Linked DNA regions of Triticum aestivum: region 2 is linked to region 1. The links are chromatin contacts, called in public Hi-C maps. All regions are on one chromosome and are shown on one strand. The core of a region is the stretch at or near the end of the contact, and the rest is flanking DNA. Distances in the headings are between cores, read along the strand shown.

Region 1 (7,035 bases), core at 1,772-4,271:
CTTCATGCCTCTGGCAGACACCGTCGCCCCCGTGTATGCTATCCCGCCGCCCCCTTCCATAATGGACGCCGCGGCTCCTGATCTGCAAAATTAAGGACGGGAGAAGTTGGAGAAAGGAGAAAGCATGGACCGGCGCTCGCAACCGGCAGGAACAAAAGACGCGCAGAGTTTCACTCACCGCTCGGCCAACGCCAGTGTCCTCGCTCCGGTATCGCCATGGCTACATACGGCGGACATGGGGGGCCGGGGCAAGCTCCTCCTGCCCAAACGCTTTACGTTTTCTTACCTGCTGTCCTACCTGACCTATTGTCCTTGTGTCAGCGGATGCACCACACGTGCCGAGCCCGCATGGTAAAAAAGGTCCCCCTGACCCGCTGTCCTTGTGTCAGACATGCACCGCACGGGCCGAGCCTACCGAGCCAACTTGTCCACCACATTCATCTGGACATAATGATGTATGCTGCCTTTGTCACTTCTATCGTTTTTAATGCGCGCATCACCTCGCCCCGATGTGTGGCTGGATAATTGCGTCCAGATGCCGTTGCGTCCAGGACGTCCGTTCTCATATATACATGAGATTTCAAGAGGGAGGTGACCGTGATTCGGCCCAAGCCGTCCAAGGGCAGGGGTTGCACGCATCACTCCACGAAGGACAAAAAAGAGCATCATCCTCAAGACCATCACCATAACACCGAAGCAACATGGAAGAGAAGAAGGTGCCACACCGTCGTTTGACGCAGGCCCTAGACCGTGCGCAACGGCCATCACCGCCACCTCCATCTTGCTTGATTGCTACGTGTTTGTAAGTTTGAACATGATGTGGACTTAGCAAAACATTCACCTTTGTTTCGTTATCTCTATTCATGGATTAGCCTATGTTCGAGTGATTGGTTTGATTCTGGCTCAAGGAATGATATGACAAGAATGTTAGACAGTGGCATTAGGTTATTCCCTTGTTCATGCTCTTTTTGTGTTGCATGTAATGTTTGTGTTGGAAGACGTCCTTCCATATGATTTTGCGAGCACATTTCATGTACGAAGTAGATAAGACGTCCTTTCTTAGGGCATGTACACAAAGACTTTCCGGTTATCATCAACAAGATGATGACAACTTTGGTATGGCGACAGCGGTGGCTCATGTTTAACATAGACCGGCATCGACTAATCCCTTGTGAAAGTTACCTCCCTCTTTCCCATTTTATCTGGAATCCTTTGCACCCATCTCAATTAACAAAGTATCTGTTGTGAGTTGGGACGAGGATTTGGAGCTCTCGGGTGCTCTGCACCCCCATACGAACATTTCGTTCAAAAGAATACCGAGAAACTTGAAATTTTTTTTAGAATTTTGGGATATCAAATATGCGTTCCCGATCTATCCCCGTGTGAAATTTCGTGAAAAAATACCAAAAAATGTATTCATGATTTTTTTTCCTATGTACAGAAAAACACTGTTTGGATGTTTTTTTTGTTCGGACAGTATTTCCTTCGCCACGGATACGTTTTTCTAGTATTTATTGTACGAAATTTCACACGGGAGTAGATCAGGGACCCAAGTTTGGTATCCCAAAATTCAGATTTTTTTTGATACTTTTTACGATTAATTTTCGTATAGGGGTGTGGAGCACCCAAGAGCTCCTGTGTATTTTCCCTGTGAGTTGTCGTTTTTGTGTTCCTTTTTATTGTTTGGAACTGCTTGGACATTTCAGGAAGACAAGGACCGGCGTAGGAATAGTGACCGATCAGAGCATGTACAATGGTGCCATCTTAGGAGTGACACGTAGGATAAATGATGAGGTGGAGAAGAGAGAACTAGTAAGAAAAGGTTTGTCTTCTATTATTAAGAGAAGACAAGAGGTGATCTCTTAACACAATATGTCTCACCATGTTTTAAGAAATAGCTAGTTATTGAAGATAAGACTAAGAAATGTCCCATTGTAGATATATTTTTTTATCATCTCTAAATTAAATGCAAGACTTAAGATAAGACTATTTTATCAACCATTGTACATGCCCTCAGGTGGTAAAAGATTTTATACGGCTAAAATCGTTTAACAGTTGAGTGCTGAATTAGGAGCAGCTTCAATTTATTAGCTACGCACATAGCCTTTTCGTAAAAAAATGGAAAACTTTGTAACACGGGAAAAATACCTAGAGTCAAAACAAAAGCAGAATCAGCTGCCAACTGGGAATTATCGACACTAGCTAGCTCCAGAGCGCGACATCGGCTCCGCCGTCGCCGTTGTCCCAGTACGTGTCGGTGGTGGTCACCCGTGCCGGCGGGTCCACGAGCAGTGCCTCCGCGAGGCTCGCGTAGTACGAGCACAGGTCCATTTCCGGGAACAAGTCAAGCCCGAACATATCGGTGTCCACTGCGACCGGCACCTCGAACTCTCTATCGGCTGAAGGTTCCGACGTCTCCGACGAACCGGCACTGTCAGACTCAGACGACGATTCTTCAGGAGCGTCACAGGAGGCCTCTTCGGTGACGGTGGCGGTGAGGGAGCCGTTGCCAGCCTTTCGTCGCTGCAAGTTCGCCACGGCCTCGACCGCCGCGCGCCGGACGTCGCCGAGGTCGGAGAGTGCGGACGGCACGGCGAGCAACCACGCGGAGTCCGCGAAGTTGAGGCACGCGGCGGAGCGGCCGCCCAGGGCAAGCATGGCGGCGTCGTTCGCGCGCGCTGCGAGCTCAGCCGTGTCGTACGTCCCGAGCCAGAGCCTCGCGCCGCGCTTGCCGGGGACGCGCACCTCGCAGACCCAACGTTCGGCGTTGCCCCGGCGCCGCACGCCGCGGTACACCGGGTGCCGCGTCTCCCGGAACTTGGTGCGCCCCGCGGGGCGCTTGGCCAGCGACGCCCGCCCCGCCGCGTGCTCGGGCGAGGACGACACCGACGAGGAGGACGGGGAGGAGCTCGAGACCTCAAGGCCCATGTCCATGGCTACCGGCTGAGTGCTCGGTGATTGACTGGTGGATTCCTGCTTGAGCAGTCGAGCTTGGTGCTTGAGCTTACTGAGGCTGAGGAGTGTGAGATGCTTGTTGAGTTTGAGCGAGAGTGTGGGAGACTTATATATAGGTATGCGTGATGCTGGAGGTTGAAGTGTATCAACGCGCTTGGGACGGCGGTAGGGATGCGGTGTCCGGACAGCTGGTGACAAAGGGACCGTGGGGTGATAGCGTCGTGTGACTTTTCTTCTGGTGGGCGTGTGGGGGCTTTTGGCTTTGCAGTGTGTTAAACAAAAACAGGCAACTTCCTGCTGGCTTAACAGTGTTGATGCAGCGGTGATTGCCTTGCCTGATTGGTCCGCGGGCTGATCGGCCGCAAAGAGAAGACAGCAATCACTGCTGAATGGGGTCGTCTGGTTCCCCAGGTCTACGGAGGCCGAAGGCAGAAAGGCTGCCCACTATGGTGTACAGTTTATGAGAAAATACGCAGGAGCTCCTGGGTGCTCCACGCCCCTATACAAAAATTAATCGTAAAAAATACCTAAAAAACTGAAATTTAGGGATATCAAACCTGGGTTCCCAATCTTTCCATGTGAAATCTCGTGAAAAATTTGTCAAAAACGTATCCGTGACGAAGGAAATAGTGTCCGAACAAAAATCTACGCAAACATTTTTTTCTATACATAGAAATTTTTTGTCTTTTTTGCCACGAATATGTTTCCTGTATTTTTCATGAAATTTCACACGGGAGTAGATCGGGAACCCACGTTTGATATCCCAAAATCTTAGATTTTTTTTTCAAATTTCTCGGTATTGTTTTTTGAATGAATTGTTCGTATAGGGTGCGGAGCACCCGAGTGCTAAAAATCCTCGTCCGTATTGTATGATATTACCTACGTAATGTATAGTACCATAAGAGCAAATCCAACACGCCGACTCAAATGGACGCACGCTTTGTCCGCTTTTCGTCTGTTTGGGTCGGCGGCGCGGACATGTTTGTCTGCTTTTCCATTTGGGTCAGCCGGTGTGCCCAACGGCAGTCATAACCATTTTTTACATGTTCGCCCGGCATTTTGTCAAACACATAGCAGGCAGGGGAGCTCGCAGCGGCTGGGGCGGGGAGGCGATAGCTGCAGGAGCACCGGCCGGACGTGGGAGGCGAGGCCGGCGGTCGAGCTCGAACCCCTGCCTCTTAGACGTAGAGGCAATAATAAAGTTGTTATTTTATATTTCCTTATTCATGATAAATGTTTATTATTCATGCTAGAATTGTATTAACCGGAAACATAATACATGTGTGGATACATAGACAAAACACCGTGTCCCTAGTAAGCCTCTAGTAGACTAGCTCGTTAATCAAAGATGGTTAAGTTTCCTAACCATAGACATGTGTTGTCATTTGATGAACGGGATCACATCATTATAGAACGATGTGATGGACAAGACCCATCCGTTAGCTTAGCATAATGATCGTTCAGTTTTATTGCTATTGCTTTCTTCATGTCAAATATATATTCCTGTGACTATGAGATTATGCAACTCCTGGATACCGGAGAAATGCCTTGTGTGCTATCAAACGTCACAACGTAACTGGGTGATTATAAAGATGCTCGACAGGTATCTCCGAAGATGTTTGTTGGGTTGGCATAGATCAAGATTAGGATTTGTCACTCCGAGTATCGGAGAGGTATCTCTGGGCCCTCTTAGTAATGCACATCATAAGAAGCCTTGCAAGCAAAGTGACTAATGAGTTAGTTGCAGGATGATGCATTACAGATCGAGTAAAGAGACTTGCCGGTAACAAGATTGAACTAGATATGAAGATACCGACGATCAAATCTCGGGCAAGTAACATACCGCTGAGAAAGGGAATAACGTATGTTGTCATAACGGTTCGACCGATAAAGATCTTCGGAGAATATCTATGAGCCAATATGAGCATCCAGGTTCCACTATTGGCTATTGACCGGAGAGGTGTCTCGATCATGTCTACATAGTTCTCGATCCCGTAGGGTCCGCACGTTTAACGTTCGATGACGATTTTGTATTATATGAATTATGTGATTTGGTGACCGAATGTTGTTCGGAGTCCCAGATGAGATCACGGACATGAAGAGGAATCTCAAAATGGTCGAGAGGTAAATACTGATATGTAGGACGATAGTACTCGGGCACCGGAAGTGTTTTGGAGGGTACCAGGTACATATCGGGTCACTGAAGGGGTTCCGGGCACCCCCCCCCCCCCGGCAAAGATTTGGGCCTAATGGGCCAAGAGGGGAAACGTAGCAGCCAGCAAGGGCTGCTGCGCCCCCCATATGGGCGAACCAGAGGAGGAAGGAAAGAGAGGGAAGAGAGAAGGAAGGGGCCTTCCCTCATCTCTCCTCCTTCCTCGCCCCTCTAGAAAATATGGTAAGGGGGCCGAATTGGACTAGGCCCCCAAGTAGGATTCCTCCTACTTGGGGCACCCCAAGGTTGTTCCCTCCCCCTCCCACCTATATATACGTGGGGAGGGGCACCTAGAACACACACCAACATCTGTTAGCCGTGTGCGGCGCCCCCCTCCACAGATTACACCCTCGGTCATATGTTCATAGTGCTTAGGCGAAGCCCTGCACAGATAACTTCACCATCACCGTCACCACGCCGTCGTATTGACGGAATTCATCTACTTCCTCGACACTCTGCTGGATCAAGAGTTTGAGGGACGTCATCGAGCTGAACGTGGGCTGACCTCGGAGGTGTTGTACGTTCGGTACTTGTTCGGTCGGAACGAGAAGAAGTTTGACTATATCAACCGTGTTGTCAAACGCTTCCGCTTTCGGTCTACGAGGGTACGTAGACACACTCTCCCCCTCTCATTGCTATGCATCTCCTAGATAGACCTTGCGTGAGCGTAGGATTTTTTTTGAAATTGGACGCTACATTTCCTAACAGCATGCACAATGCTTCTTATGATTCGCTCATTATGACCAGCCAAAGGGGCACCAATTAGTAGATGAACAGCCATGGTGTCTTGAGTATTCCAGCAATCCATGTATAGGGCAACTCCAACGCGGCCTATCATTTTTTTTTGAAATATCCAGATTCCACAGGCTTTTCATTTATTTAGCAGAAGGGAGGTTACAAAAAGATAATAAGTGATCAGTACATGGAGGCTTGGGGGGGATCCCTCCCTGGTGTGTTAAAGATAGATCTCTCTCACGTAATTTCCCTGAAGAGGGTCTCGATGCACTTTGCCCCTACTAGTCTCCATTGCTCCATGTCTCTTCGGCATGCGTCCATCACGTCGTTGACGCATGGCCTCTTCCGTCTAAAGGTGCAGCTGCTACGTTCTTGTCAGAATTGCCAAGCCACCAGGGCAACCATGGTTTTGGTGCCATTTCTTGAGCCGGTCTATCAAATTGTTTGAACGAGGTGATGCTTTTAACATTATTCACCAAATGTCAATTCAGATGTTTAAAATCGCACAATCCGGAATCAAATCAAGGGAGCTTTGAAGGAGTACGAAGATCCGCGTACCCCGCAAACTGAATCTGGAACCCCTCTCCCCCTCTCTCCCTCCCCCATCTTGTCTCTTTATTGGACAAAGGGTGGACGCTTGATGAATATGGTTGCATGGCCGGTGAACATTTGGTGATGTCCAGTAAGTGATCCGTGCTAGAGTTGTCCCTTACACCTAAATTGTGCTAGGATTCAATTTAGAAATCTTAATTTTATTTTGGTTCAAATTTCATCCTGTAAGTACAAGAACCGTTTATAATAAAATCCTGAGACGAATCGGTTTGTTTTATCTCCAGTTTTATTATCCTCTTCACCAATTAGGTCCTTCCAAGGTCGTGCTAGAAAACCGTAACCATAAGTTTTTTGTGAGGCCATAACAAGAATGATAGTTCTTTATGATTTCCGTTTATAAAAAATAGAAACCGGCATGAATATGGAGCATATGCTCTTTTAGCAAGTTGAGAAATTAGCTATTAAAAATATATCCAAAAAACCAGTGGATGGTGGCGTGGTAGCGCTTTTGTGTAGCTTAGCCAACAAATTAACTTTCTCATCATGTTTTAGTGAATTTCTCTTCTGTTTCAAGTAGCGTG
Region 2 (7,035 bases), core at 4,504-7,003, 280 kb after region 1:
CCAGGCGAAAGGCGGGCGGCGGCCTTTGCCTGCTGCCCCTGGGAGCGGTGATATAGAACCACTCCTGTTGCCACAAACCGAGCTCCTCCTGAAAAGAGCCCTCGGGCCATGGAGCATCGACCCTCTTGATTATAACTGCCCCTCCGCACTCTGCCTGACGCCCCTCAATCATCTTCGGCTCCACATTGAAGGTTTTGAGCCACAAACCAAAGTGAGGGGTAGTGCAGAGGAAGGCTTCGCAGACGACAATAAATGATGAGATATGGAGGATAGACTCCGGAGCCAGGTCGTGAAATTCCAGCCTGTAGTAAAACAGGAGCCCCCGAACGAAGGGATCCATCGGGAAGCCTAACCCCCGACGGAGGTGAGGCACGAACACGACGCTCTCGCCGGGCTCCAGGGTAGGAATGACTTGCCCTTGGGCATGCAACCTATGCGAAATCTCGTAGGTTAAGTACCTGGCGTCCCTAAGCTTTAGCATGTCCTCTTCCGTGACAGAGGAGGGCATCCACCGGCCCTGAAGGTCGGAGCCGGACATTGTCGAAGGTCCGAAGTGCCCGAGTCTGGAGCCCTGGGTGTTGGAACTCGGGGCGAGGGGCGGGTTCGATTGAGGATTGAAGAAAAGGAACGGGCCTTGGTCTCATTATAAAGGGGGAGAATACCAAGAGTCGTCTCCGTGACCGTATAGAACTCGCCCTCGATGGAGGGGGCGTGGCAACGGGCGCGGTTGGGTTACCCACGCCCGTATTGATGAGAATCCCGGAATAAGGGGAACACGATCTCTGCTTCGATAAGACGTGCCAAGGAAACCGCTTCGCTAAACGCGCTGAGGCGGTATAATAAAAATGATTCAAGTAAAGGCTTGGTTGTGGTGTGACGCCATGCCACGAAATACGTCAGCAGATTGAACTTGTGTAAATATTATTCTCTCTACGATGGAATGTGGAATTTATTTTGCAGAGCCGGACACTATCCTGGTGTTCACAATCTTCTACAAACTATTTGTAGAAGGAACCTGCCTTGCAATGCCGAAGACAATATGCGCGCCGGACTCATCGTCATTGAAGCCTGGTTCAGGGGCTACTGAGGGAGTCCTGGACTAGGGGGTGTCCGGATAGCCGAACTATCATCATCGGCCGGACTCCAAGACTATGAAGATACAAGATTGAAGACTTCGTCCCGTGTCCGGATGGGACTTTCCTTGGCGTGGAAGGCAAGCTTGGCGATACGGATATGTAGATCTCCTACCATTGTAACCAACTCTGTGTAACCCTAGCCCTCTCCGGTGTCTATATAAACCGGATGGTTTTAGTCCGTAGGACAACAACAATAACAACAATGATACCATAGGCTAGCTTCTAGGGTTTAGCCTCCTTGATCTCGTGGTAGATCTACTCTTGTAATACCCACATCATCAATATCAATCAAGCAGGACGTAGGGTTTTACCTCCATCAAGAGGGCCCGAACCTGGGTAAAACATCGTGTCCCTTGTCTCCTGTTACCATCCGCCTAGACGCACAGTTCGGGACCCCCTACCCGAGATCCGCCGGTTTTGACACCGACACCTTCCCTCACCGCTCGCGGCAGGGACGCGCGGATACGTGCGATCTCCGCACGCCGTGATGCCCCGGTGGGTGGTGGTGGCACCGGCACCCCGCCGGCGCTGATCCTCCACGCCCCGGGCACCCGCATGTCCGGCGGGGCCGAGTACTCGGCCTCGAGAAGGAGGCGAGCCTCGTCCTCGTGAAGATGGCGGCGCCCGAAGCCATTCGCCGCCGCGCCGTCGCCTGGGAAACGCTCGGCCATTCTTCTGAACTAGAGACGGTGAGAGGAGGAAGGAGGAGAAATGGGCGCGTCGGCGGTGGAGTATCTGTGCGTGTCTCCGGCGCGCTGGTTGTCGGCTTATATAGGCGGAGGCGCCGCGTGGTAGGCTTGGCCGACGCGTTACGCGTGGCGGGAGGCGTGGCGGGCGAGGGGACGCGCGTCGCCCGGCCTTCACTGCGCCGCCCGTGAGGCATCAATGGAGGCTGACCGGCGCGGCAGCGCGCGCAGCTTTGGCATTGATTCGTCGCGGGAAACGAGAAGAGAAGAGAGTTGAGTCGCTGGCAAAGGGGGCCCGCGACTCTTCGCGTCAAAAACGATTCACCCGGCGTCCCCGAACGCCCCCAGCGCGTCGGGTTCGGGTTGGGTCCGCCGGCGCCAATTTCGGCCCGAGGCAGCGAAAATTGGGCCCTTCGAAACGCGACTAGGCCAATTTTTTGGCGCCGGCGACCGAAAAATCACCTGAGTGTCTTTGTTGGGAGCGCGGCTGGAGATGCTCTAAACCCCCATCCTGCCATCCATGCCCCTGGTTACGCAAAACCAGTGACCACCGCAGCGTGCCAGCCGTTTCCTTTGCCGCACACCCAGCCCGCCATGCGGATACGACGAGAATATACTCGTCACCGGCCCATTATCTTCCGGGGATAAGGATGGTCACGCGCGCCCACACGGCCCGGTTCCACGGTGACGCCCGCACGCGAGAGCGACGCGGCCACGCACACGCACGGAGCAGCAGAGCCGCAAATATCTTGGGGGCTGGAATACAAAAGTGATACTAGAATCGGACGGACGGACGGATCGCCTGTTTATTTATTCGCGGCCGCTGTTTGTTTTTGCCTCTGGGGTCGGGTGCGTGTGTGGTGCCGCGGCAGTCACGGTCACACAGCTTCCTCCTCTCCTCTCTCTGCTGCAGCGTTGTTTCACGGCTGTGTACAGCTACAGCCAGCCCTCCCTCATGTTGCTTCTTCACCGCGGAGCTTGCAGCATCAGTATTCAATTCGAGCCCCTCCTGGACTTTTGGAGAGATCTACACCACACACAACTGCGTGTGGAAATGGTTTACGTAATGATAAATATGTCAAAGCGAGTGAGGTTTTTACCGTCCGTCTTAGTACTGCTACTACCATACAGGTTTGACTGTGAATCCGTCGCCTGGGGTGAATTTAGCAGATGGGAGAAGTAATAATGGTCAGCAAGTGATTTAGTTACCAGCGAGTCAGCACCGCCCTCAGGCTCACCAAGTCACCAGCGAACAACTCGAAGGCGCTTTTGACTTTGACCTGGTTTATTTCTCCTACAAGCTCGAAATGGAAGTCATGATTCATGAAGGGTTGAAGGCTGATGAGAACGGATGTGGCCAAAACAGAACGACTCGACGCACTTCTTCAGGCAGCGTAGAGGCTTCGGTGTACAGTACTAATAAATATGTCAAAGCGAGCTAGCAGTACTTTTACTACTACAGCAGAAAAGGAGTAGTAGTAATACAGTACCAATTTGCATGACACTTAGGTGTGTACAATGGTTAATAAGTTAGTCTTATCTTAAGTTTTACATGTAAAATAGAGATGACAAAAAGACATGTCTACAATAAGTCATCACTTAGCTTTCTCTTCGATAATTAGTTGTTCCTAAAAACACGGTGAGACAAATTGTGCTAAGAGATCATCTGTTGTTTGCTACGTCCCTCGATAAAATCAAAACTTCATTGGAAATTCAGGACCAACTTAGGAAGGCATGGACTCATACTTTGTAAGGTCGAAGTCCACACATAAGAAAATAACTAGTGCCTAGGAATACCCCTTCTTCATTCATCCATTTAGGTAAGAATGGATCCAGGGAACCTGGCTCGGGAACAACCCTGGAAAAACACAGTAAGAGAGTTCAATCTCTGAAATATAGCATTTGATCTCCTAAGTAGTAGTAGTAGAAGGCTTAGTATCTGACTTGAGTAAGGAATTGTAGCATGGGCAGGCAATCTCTTCGATTGATTCCCCTCCAGGAATTACTTAAATTAATTAGCCGGCCCACGGAGTGAAATATCAAACTTAACCTATAAATAACTTGTATCTCAAAAACCAAATAAAAGGCATTCTTTTAAGCTTGTTAATGGAATTCCACGGGAGTCGATCGCTAGCAAAGAAGAATTGGAAATCAGTCGCTTCCCTTCTGGACTCAAGTTAGCAAAAGAGTGAACTTCATATTAATAGGTAAATCCTACATCAAGCGTAAAGGAAGTACACTTTTTTGATTCGGAGCTTAATAACTCGTACTTGACGTTGGTTTCGGTTCGATCAACTATCCTTTTTGAAGCGGATAGTTCACAGTGCTCATTCTCAAAAAGCGGAGAAGCCATGATGTTTTCACTCCATTTTCATTACGAAGATGTATTACGTCACGATCTGTTGCTCAAACTGAATCACGCCAATGTTATGGAAGTTCTTGGATTGTTTGATTAGTACCAAAAGCTGCCTCTGATTTCAGAATCCAATTTGAAAAAATGGCTATGGGGATTTTGTGCGGTCAAAGATTCATACAGACACAGAGGGGCCCCTATTTCCAAGCAGGAAAGCTTCTCTTAGATAAGAGAAGACACGTTTAAGATAGAACCATTGTACATGCCCTTAGTATTATAATACAAACTGCCAACTCATTTTTTGCGGGGTGGGTAGCATTGCTGGGTACAAAAACAGTTCCCCGTTTGCGGCACTAACGATGGAGTTTGATCTACACCGTCACATACCCATCCAACGGCTCACAGAATTTTGGTGGGGGCAAGGATTGTCACGTGCGCCGCCGATTGGCCAAAGCATTTCTCGACCAAAGCCATACGCAGTTTTCAGGGTTTTTTTTTCACGTTAGTTGAGCTGATGCCCAAAGATTCCCCGGTGCTCAGGCTGTGTTCTATACAGCGTGAAATCGCTGATTGTGGAAAGTCAAGAGTCAAAAACCAATAAGCCATGCTCTGTTTCCCCAATTCGCACCATCACATTACCAGAAACTGCAAGCAGTGACCCTACAGCGGCACCAAATTTTTGGCATCGATCGGAAGCCAAGACGACGGACAGAAAAGAAAGGTAAAATATTCGAACTGGCGCGAACTAGCTAGCTAGCTCTGGTAGCTCCAGAGTGGCACATCGACCTCGCCGTAATCGCCGAGCGCCGCGGCCATGGAAGAAGGCGGCGCCATCAGCATCGCCTGCGCCAGGCTCGCGTAGTACAGGTCCCAGCCCATGTCGCTCAGGACATCCAGCTCGAACGGCGAGTCCTCGGGCGGGGAAGAGGACGACTCGTCGTCGGTGAGGGAGGAGGGCGCGGACGACGAGGTGCCCGAGAGCGCGTCCTCCTCGGCGATCGCCTCCCGCCGCAGGAAGTCCTCGACGGCCTCCACGACGGCGTGGCGGACCTCGTCGAGGCTGCGGTACGAGGAGGCCGCCGGCACGGCGAGCAGCTCGGCGGAGTCGGCGAAGTTGAGGCAGCCCGCGCCCCCGGCGGAGAGCGCGATCATGGCGGCGTCGTTGGCGCGCGCGGCGGCCTCGGCGGTGTCGAAGGTGCCGAGCCAGAGCCTGCTCCCGCGCCTGCCGGGCACGCGCACCTCGCACACCCACCGCCCGGCATTGCCCCTGCGCCGCACGCCGCGGTATACCGGGTGCCGCGTCTCCCTGAACTTGGTCCGCCCCGCCGGCCGCTTCGCCGGCGCCGACGTCCACGCCGCCTGCTTCGCCTGCTGATGCTCCCGCGACGTGGAGGGCGAGTAGAAGTTCTCCCCGCTGCACGGCGAGCCGGACTCCCCGCTCATCTCCTTCTTGATCGGACACATCTTCTTCTTCCTTCGATGCTCTGTTCCTTGGCCGGCTTGGAGGTCCTGGGTGCTCTTGGGTTGATCGAGTGTGAAGTGGTTTTGGTCTGCGATGAGAAATTTGAGCGGGGTGGTTTCGGGAGCGCGTACTTATAGGTGGCGGTGGCTCGCGGCGGGAGGCAGGGGGCAAAGCGCGGCGAGTGAGCCAGCGGCTGAGAGGAGAGGACAGAGGACACAGGCTGGATACGGCCGGCGAAGGGGGGATGCACCGTACGAAGGCGCACGCAAGTGGGGGGCAAAGTGAGAGACTTCGAGAGTGACCCCAAGATTTCTTTTCTTTGTTATTATAATACAGCTTCGACCAGTACTACCTTCCTGCTTTCGCTTCGCCCCTGTTATCGTTTTCCGCCTAGCTCCTGCTCACTTGCGGCCTTGCGCCCTGTCCTGCGGCCGTTTTACTTTACCTCCTCGTCGTTGTTAATGGTTTTTTTTTTGAGCCGCAGTTTGCAAATTCGGGTTTTGGTTTAGCCGAGGGTATCTGGTGCCAGTGTGGTACGATTCCTTTTTGGATGGGGTCTAGATGGTCAGTGCTGTTTGACGTCCAATTCTTAACGTCGAAGCTCATCATCTCTTCGCCATCGGGGCTGCGGACCAAAAATCAGAATTCGCATTCGATGTTGGAGACCAAGAGTGGAAGCGGAGTTCTTGCTCCTAGGTGACGCACGTGGGGTGGGGGTTGTGGTGACCGACTTCAATTGTCATTTCTGACGTGGATGAGCAGACGCAAACCACGGAGCCCCTATCGCCGGTGTTGTCTTTTGTACTCCAGTTTAAACGTTTTTTTCACCTCGCCTGCAGTCCTTTTCTTGGAGAAAGGGGTAATTTATGTATGGTCTTAGAGCATCTACAGCCGAGCCCTCTAAATCAGCCTCAGACGTCCGGGTGGCACGTATGGTCATTGACCGGTCACAAAAATATGACCCAGACCGACGCCTCAAACGAGTCTCAAACACCCGGACTGTCCGGACCCCTCATATCCAATCCAACTACAGGACAGGTATGCGGATGCCCGGGCGCGCTCGCCACATCAGCCCAGCCCACCTCGCTCCTACTCCGGCGCCGTAAATATCCCTAATTCGGAAACCCTAGCTCACTCCGCTCTCGCTCCGTCTCTTCTTCTCCCCTCAGATTTCTTCGATTCGATCCATCCGACAGCTCCGGCGACCATGTTGAGCATCGACAGCCGCTTTGACTTCGACATCGACATAGACGAGGAGCTCGCCCTTCGCATTGCCCTCGAGAGGTCCAAGATGGACATGCGGGGCAGTTCCGGATCGGCCCCTTCGCCTCTCCCCCACCGACGCAGCGAGGACGCCAGCGTTGGCTCCTCCCAGCCTGCGCGCAGCTCCGCGCGTCC

What was found. A called contact is a pair of places that touch in the nucleus more often than the background predicts.
Region 2: a Hi-C map of leaf shows a contact between it and region 1, with 4 times the contacts expected there. The contact joins the promoter of LOC100037614 here to the promoter of LOC100037616 in region 1. A contact is called at or near these places in 2 of 5 Hi-C or Micro-C datasets (both in leaf).

What each region holds. Positions count from the first base shown.
Region 1 is chr5B:497,030,274-497,037,308 of IWGSC CS RefSeq v2.1, forward strand. It overlaps LOC100037616 (dehydration-responsive element-binding protein 1H), which reads right to left and starts at 3,022. Exons shown (of 1, transcript XM_044537553.1): 1 at 1,968-3,022. The coding sequence starts at 2,934. The coding sequence ends at 2,203.
Region 2 is chr5B:497,307,686-497,314,720 of IWGSC CS RefSeq v2.1, forward strand. LOC100037614 (dehydration-responsive element-binding protein 1A) reads right to left here and starts at 5,754. Exons shown (of 1, transcript XM_044537556.1): 1 at 4,761-5,754. The coding sequence starts at 5,639. The coding sequence ends at 4,929.